Linked DNA regions of Drosophila melanogaster: region 2 is linked to region 1. Evidence: chromatin contacts called from public Hi-C data. All regions are on one chromosome and are shown on one strand. The core of a region is the stretch at or near the end of the contact, and the rest is flanking DNA. Distances in the headings are between cores, read along the strand shown. Region 1 holds the start of CG43448. Region 2 holds the start of heca (headcase).

Region 1 (3,852 bases), core at 533-3,032:
ATGTTTAATTCTAATTTGTCTCTCATCTGACAATTTTTTAAAAGCGAAATATTTTTTTTGAAACACTTTTAATGTTAATGTTACATCATATTAAGTCAAATGATTTAATAAATATACTAAATAATTAAATATGCAATTAAATTAAATTGCAAAAGTAATATCAAAGACAATAGAATTATTCTAGTGTCTTTGCTTTGTTCATATCTTGAGGCACGAAGTGCGGACACAAGCACTCAACAATTGCCTTATTAATTTTTCACACGCCGCAACATGAATACTCTAATGACAAATATTCTTATATAAAGTCATTTTTGAAATTTATTTTTGTGATAATATGTACATAGATTTGGTTATTTCTAATCTAATTTCAAATAATAATAACGTTAAGGCAATGCAAAACAAGAATTTTTCGCATGGTGCCAATTGATCAAAAATAATATAGATTTAAAGCCAAAGAACTTCTAAAGTGAAGGGCATATTTTGTCAAATTTACAATGCATGTGAATACGTGTGCACACATACTGATGTCTGCTATCACTTTGTGCGTTGAAAAGAGCTGTTCGCTGTAGCGCTCTTCGCTCTCTCGCTCTCTAACAAAAATTCGAGAGAGCCTGGAGCCACCTCTAGAGCCACGGCCAAAAAATCGTGTGCCAAAAAATCGTATGGCGTTACGCATCTTGTTATTCTAGGGTCTTTGGTATAACCCTTTCTTTGTACTTTACTTCATTCATATTTTCAGATATTATCTGCACTTGCATTCAGTTTCTTTCAGAGATGCAAAGTATAAAGTTCTTGTAAATACGTATTGAAATATTGAATTTTTAAAACTTATTTGTATGCTGCACATCTGAAGAGCAGGCTTCAATCAAAACATCGGCCAACTGGCGACCGCAGGAACATTGAATGGCCAACTGGGCGGAGTAATTCGGTTACGACCACGCCCACCGGGCAATTATAAAGTCAATTTGAGCTACTTTAGCAGGGGTCCTGGCAAGTCCTGCGAAAGAGTACAAAGGCGTGTGGAGAGCGGAAAAGTCTTCTAATCAATTTACCAACGAGGCAACCCCTCAGAAGTTTGATAATTGCATTGGGCTGCGCTTTGTGAAAAGTTTGTTTTTCTTTTTTTTTGGCAGAGTGGGAAATTAGAAGGCCAGCTATAAAATTAGCCATATGGCGACGAAGGGGTTTTCCCAGGTAGAACCATTTTCCGATGCTTTGTTTTCTTTCCCCCCCACATAAAACTGGCAATTGCATTTCCATTTCCATTTAACGGCAGCTGAGACCCTCGACTATAAAACTTTATCGACTTGTTAACTGAGCTTCGTATCAATAAATGCCAACGTGCCACACAGACGTTGACATGCCATTAAATGTCAATGCCAAGTGCGTCTCAGGACACATATCCTGGATCCTTTATTCAATTTTTGCATGAGGACAAGGGTGCTCTACACCCCTCAAAGCCAAAAAAAATTGTGGAATTTGCAAGGGTAAGTGCCAGGCATTTGGGCCAAATTGTTGTATAAACTCAATGAAATTAAAATGCGAAAAAGAGGGAAATGCGAGTGCAAATAAATGAATGGAATGAAATAAAAATGGCAAAGTATCCGGATCGCTTTCATTAGTTAATGGATTGTCCGCAGAGCAGAGCACAGCATTCGCTGCTTATGAGATGAATGGATTTGAATACGTAGTCGTAGTGCTGCTCTCTCAACTGAACTCGCGATTAATTTATGTGCTCAAGTCGCCATAATAATACTATTCATTCTTAAAGTGCATTTCAAGTAAATCAGTCGCAATGAAAAGCTATCTGCTGCTGGGCATATTATTACTATATTATCTGTGCATTGATGGACGGAGTGCTGAGATCAAAGAGGTTAGTCTGATTTTCCATAAACAATAATTAAGTATCTCATTGAGTCTGTTTTTAGGAAAGCGACAATCCGAGCACAAATATACTTAGCACAACGCTTTCGAAAATTTCTCTGCAGGTAGAATTTGAGTGATTAATATAAGCATTAATAACAGTATCGTTCCTATAACTATAGAACATAACCCGTCTCAATAGATCAAGTTTGGGTGGACGCGTACAAACTGATCACTTGGGAAGAAATCGGATTTACCATCGGAGAAGAGTTCAAACTAGACGTCGAAGAACGAACAAAAATAAGCCCAAACATAAACATTCTCTATAGGAAGTAGCTTAAATAAAGATACTTTCATGATCCAAACTGTACTAGTAGCTACAAGTAGTTTTTAGTTAAACTTCTACACAAAATGTAGACCCATATCCCCAGAAATATGCAATTGCGAATTGCCTGGGACGCGACTGTACCCAACTGTGAACAACAGTGCAGTCATCCCACGCACGTGGCCACCAAATGAAGAGTAAATAAAATCCCAGTCCTGACTCCCAGGATCCTTCACATGCCATCGCCATAATCGCTGCTTAATGGGAAAACTGTCTCGCGATAATAATCATCATCACTGAATTTTTCCTTATACAGCAATAATCGCGCACGTGAGTCGAACGAAGGATGACTTTCGCATTATGAGAAAATTGTTATGTGCAAATTTGCATACGCCTGTGGCAACCCTCGCGAAAATCAAGCACTTGAACCCGCGTTCAATGTTTATTAAAAATTAGCAGCAAGCTGTTGGCAAATGAACGCACAAGCCGAAATTTATTTGCAAAATCAAGCAGACATCCTTCCGTTTAAATTCGTTTTTTTTTTTAAATATGATTGCCTGCAATTATGATTTCTTCGCGGGAAACTTGTTCAATTTGAATTCCAATTTAGAGGAGGTGGTTCCATTATATGGCACACTAGGTCAGGTCGCAGGTCAAAGCTTCGGGGCAATCGCGGGCAATAAGGGAATATTTAATTCCAATTACACAAAGGGCGGCACATTTGCATACGAAAAAGTGAAACTTAATTATAAGCATTTTGTAACATTTTTTTCTAATTGAACTTTTCAGCCGCCGAGCAAACAAACCACCGCCCTGAGGACATTTTTCGGTGGGTGGTACTGAACAAACAGCGACATATGTGAGTGTCAGTCGCATGGAAGGGGTGGTGGCCTTAAGAGCATGTTCGGGACTGTACCAAGATGACAAATTCGTGTCATTTGGCCACGGGAAATAAATAAATAAGGTGCGCTGCTATGCCACACATGTGGGCATGGGAAAACACTTGCATGTTTCCCAAGGTTTCAAGTGGCTTTTTCCTGCAAATTCCGTTTCTATCGCAGAGGTTGCGAAACTTGAAGTTGCTCAACATGGACAGTTTTTGCACATTAGCACGCAACACTCGAGATAATGCGGGAAATTGGGAAAAAGGACCTCTTGAGCCTGTCAGTCAGACACTTAGAGGCACTCGCCCTTCCACTTCCCTGCCATTCGACAGATTTGGAAAGTCAAATACAATTTGATAGCCGGGTCGGACAAAAGCCAAAAAAGACCAGTTAACGAGGATGGAGAAAGGTTAGAGTGCCGCAGGCGGGACTTCAGATACAAAACGTTCCAAATTGGACCACATGCGGACCATATACCAATCCAAACCCGGCCCCGCGATCCCAAAAACATTTGGGCAACCCACCAACTATGCAAATAACATTAATTGTTTCGCCAAACAAAGGAAATGCAAAACAATAATCACGGAAAATAGGGAAAATGCGAGAGCGGGGGGAAATGGAAACGATACAATTTGGATTTCGAATTGATGTTGGAAAATTATAATGCACATAACCCTAACTCCGGGCAGTCGCGTTAAGCGGAAGCGATTCGTTTAAATTTGATATGGGATACTGCAGGACGAAAGTACAGTACCCTACAGACAGTGCGGACCAACCCCA
Region 2 (3,852 bases), core at 415-2,914, 40 kb before region 1:
TGTTGTTGTTGTTGTTGCGGTTCCTCTTCTTCTTGGCCTTCTTCTTGTCGTCGTCCTCGCTGAGGCTGCCATTGGCCAGAGTGGGCCGGTTGCCAGACCCGTTGAGGTATATGACGCCCTGGCTGCTCGGCGGCACCCAGTCGAGGTCCTTGCGCAATTGTCCCCTGCCGCACTTGCAGCTGCAGGCCTTCTGGACCAGCTCGTAGCCCTTCTTGGTCCACAGGTGCTGCAGACGCTGCCGCTCCGACCAGGATCGAGCACGACCGTTGGCCTTCAGTGCCTGCAGCACGCTCGCCTCCCACCACTCGAAGCACTCGCGATGCATGTACTGGCCTGCGCTGCAGTTCTCGTTGTTGCACAGCACACGGATGCAGTCCGCCAGGGAGAGCTCGTTCAGGTGTATCAGGGTGTCCAGTTTGCGACAGTCTCCGCTGGGCAGGCAGCAGTGGACCATGCCCCCGCCGCCAACGCCGCCAACGCCACCGGTTCCCTGCATGGGCGCCATTAGGACGCCTGAAGAATTCACGTTCTCCGCGTAGAACTGCAGCAGTTGATGCTGCTGCGTCTGGTGCTGCTGCTGCAACTGTTGCTGGTGCTGCTGCTGGGTGCTGTTGCCGCTGCTGCTGATGTTGCTGTTGCGACGCGGAGCCATAAATTTGTGTTTTTTCCTCTTAATATGCACTCGTTGCGGCGAAAAACTTGGTTGGTTGGCTGGGTTGGCTGTCCTCGAGAATCCTCAATCTCTATTTCGAATCAGCATTTTGCCAACGATTATGAATTTCAAAATATTGCTTGTTGATTTTTTCGCGATTTTATGGTGCGATTTGCGGTCTATATAAATGCTGCTGGCATATATTTATTTATTTTTGAACCGATTCCAGAATATATTTCAACTGATGGTTTTGGCAGATCCAGTGAGTTTTCGTGAATTTTAGTGGGTTTTTGTAAATTTTTAGAAATTTTGCAGACAAAAGTCTGATTTTATACGGAATTTAATTTTTTTGTGTATAGTAAATGCTTGTTATTTTAGCGATTTAGTCTGTTTAGGTTTTAACTTTTCGGTTGCCTTTTTCAATTGTTTTCAGTTGGATTTTCCGAGTGGGTTTCTACCGAGATTGGTATTATTTTTAACTTGATGGGTAATTGCTTTCACTTATTGCTTTAAAAATTGTACACCTCCTTGCTGTGTGTATCAAAAATACTTCGAAAAATTCCCGTCAATGCAGTCTGTTGTGTTTTGCGTAATTTTCTGTTTTGTTGTTGTACCTGAGCTGAGTTTATTGTTGTTGTAGAACTTTAAGTATCAAAAATTGTTTTTTTTTTATTGTTTATCTTCGCTTCGTCCCTATCTCCCTCTCACACGATCGTTCGCTCTCATTCACACACGCGGCGCCATGTTCGGCAATTTTTCACATTTTGCTTCGCTTTCTGCGTTTATTTCTTTGCGCCTCTTATTTTTTTGCCGGCAAACAAAAAGGATTAGAGGATAGTGTAAATTTCCGATTGGTTTTTAGTCGCAGGACAATTGTAAACTGGAGTGTTCCTCTTCGATTTATTCGGTTTTGCTAGTTCTCCTGTTTTCCGTTTTTTCCCACCACGAGCGGCGCACGCAGAGAGAAGCCAAAAAACACAACCAACCAGATCGAAAGCGAAATTCAAACTGTTTTTGGTCTGTGCTTGCTCGCCGCGTTCGAACATCGCGCGTCGAACATCGCTGCCGGCGTCGCTGCTTGGCATTGGCAGCGAAGTTGGAGTTTTCCTCCACTCCGATTTTCCGCACTTCTTCATTCCGTTTTTCGGGGTTGGTGGGTGGTGGTTGGCTGGTTTTCACTTTCCACCACCGCCGCCAACCGCTCGCTTTTCATTCGGTGGAAAACTGAACAGATTTTTGGCGCTAAAATGAGAAATGGTGGGGGAAAATTGCGGAAGGGGCTACAAAAAAAGTGTCTAATTCACTAGAATTTTCCACTGTAGGCCAGAATTTGGTACATTTTCCCACTTTACAACGGAACTTTTGATAGCAGTTACATACTTGATTAGATTAAATGTCTTAAAAATATATGTAGGAGTTTAGACTTTTGTTAATAAGCTTCATTTCCATAGAAAATGTTTCTATCAAGCCGTATTTTCTTTAAACTAATAAGAATAATAATAACATGTTTCTAACTTTATAGCCAAAAAGGAATATATATTTCTCCCTATGTTTTGGTTCCAAAATTAAATGAATTCGATTATTATTAAATAATCTAAATTTAATTATTTATTAGAATTTTTAGATTTTACATCCATTTCATTTACAATTAGGAGCTCTCGATGATTCGCCAAAATTCACTTTCGTTGCGGCTCGAAGCTGGTTCGAATCAAGTTCGAAGCCGGTCGTTTCCCCTCCAACATGTTCGACTGCAGTTGCCATGCGAACGTCGAGCGCGTTGGCTCTGTTCCACATGCATGGAGCGTGCATATGTGTTTGTGCCAGAAACCGGCAAAGTAAACAACATGAAAACAGGGTTGCCGAGTCGCTGGAACTCGAACTTGCAGCGCACTTTTGCTTTCCGTGGCTAATCTTTTAATTCCAGTGGAAGTGGAAATGCCGTTCGATGTCTCCATCTCCCTCTGTCGGAACTGCCGTTCTCTGTCGCACGCTTCGATTGCTGTTATATATTTACATACAAACGTATCTATATAATCCCCTATATATTCGCAAGCACATTTGCACAAAAATACAAATACAATGAATGCATGCGAGTGCTGGCAATAAAAGTGGCAGAGACAAAAAGGAAGAGAATTAAAACATTGAACGAAAAAGAGTTGAAGATACCCTACCTTGAATTAAAACAACCAATTAAAACTTGAATACGCAGACCTATTACTGCTTTCAATTGAAACAAGTATGTACATATGTATGAATAATTGTAATAGTTAAATTGTTGATATTAGTCCTAAGATTACGAATATCGCAGGTAACTTTTGTATTATGACTACTTATTTGTGTTTTGACTGTAGGGTATTAAAGTTGCCACCAAAACCCAAATAAGCTTTCAAACGTAGAGCCTTTTTATTGTATCCTCGCCTTTGTGTATATATGTACATACACACATATAAAAATTCCCGCTGTGTTGCAAAAAAAAAAAGTATGCGAAAACGAATAAGAAGAAGCGGTAGAAATGGCAAAAAACAGGCACGTGTAGAACGAAAAGTGGTAAAGGGAAGGGATCTCGCAACCAGATGGGGTTTTCTTATAGGACTCAGGATCTCAGGATCCGGGGTTCTATTCTTTTGGTAACTGCGGTGCAAAGTCAAGGTCCAATTCCACTTATTTTCGAGTCAAACTGCGCAGTTTCCATTTTTTTCTCTCGATTTTGACCTGCCGGGTAGAAGAAGAGCGAGCAGGAGGGAGAGAACCAGAGGGTTCTGATATAATAATTAAGTCAGTCAGGTAGGCAGATCGGCAGCCATTGCGTAATAGGATCGTACGTACGAGTATATTTAGGTATGCATGTATGTAATTATGTATGTATAGGTTGTTTGTTGTTCTAGCTAAAGGATCGTCGGTGGAGAGGGTAAAAGAACAAAGGAGGGGCGAACTAGTTTGTTGTTGTTGTCATCGCCGCTTTATAATTCTCAAGGATTTCGCTTTGTGTTCTCTTCGACTCTGACCTAATTTTAATGACCAATGCATAACGAAAAAATAATAATAATAAGAAGAAGAAGATGGCATGTGTTCAAAGCGAAAAGGGAGAAGAGAAGAGGAGAGAGTCTGAAGCCGCGGGCAAAAGCTGAGCTCATAATTCTTCGGCGACACGCATCAAGTTTAATTTGCATAATTAATGGCAATGCAGGACTGCAACCCTG

What was found. Hi-C and Micro-C count contacts between places; a contact is called where the count stands out from the background.
Region 2: a contact with region 1 is called in a Hi-C map of the Kc167 cell line, with 3 times the contacts expected there. A contact is called at or near these places in 24 of 107 Hi-C or Micro-C datasets (the Clone 8 cell line, the Kc167 cell line, the ML-DmBG3-c2 cell line and 10 more).

Annotation. Positions count from the first base shown.
Region 1 is chr3R:30,235,664-30,239,515 of dm6, reverse strand. It overlaps CG43448, which reads left to right and starts at 1,782. Exons shown (of 3, transcript NM_001260434.1): 1 at 1,782-1,873; 2 at 1,929-1,988; 3 at 2,046-2,422. The coding sequence starts at 1,796. The coding sequence ends at 2,192.
Region 2 is chr3R:30,275,744-30,279,595 of dm6, reverse strand. heca (headcase) reads right to left here and starts at 1,664. Exons shown (of 6, transcript NM_001276174.1): 1 at 1-1,664. The coding sequence starts at 652.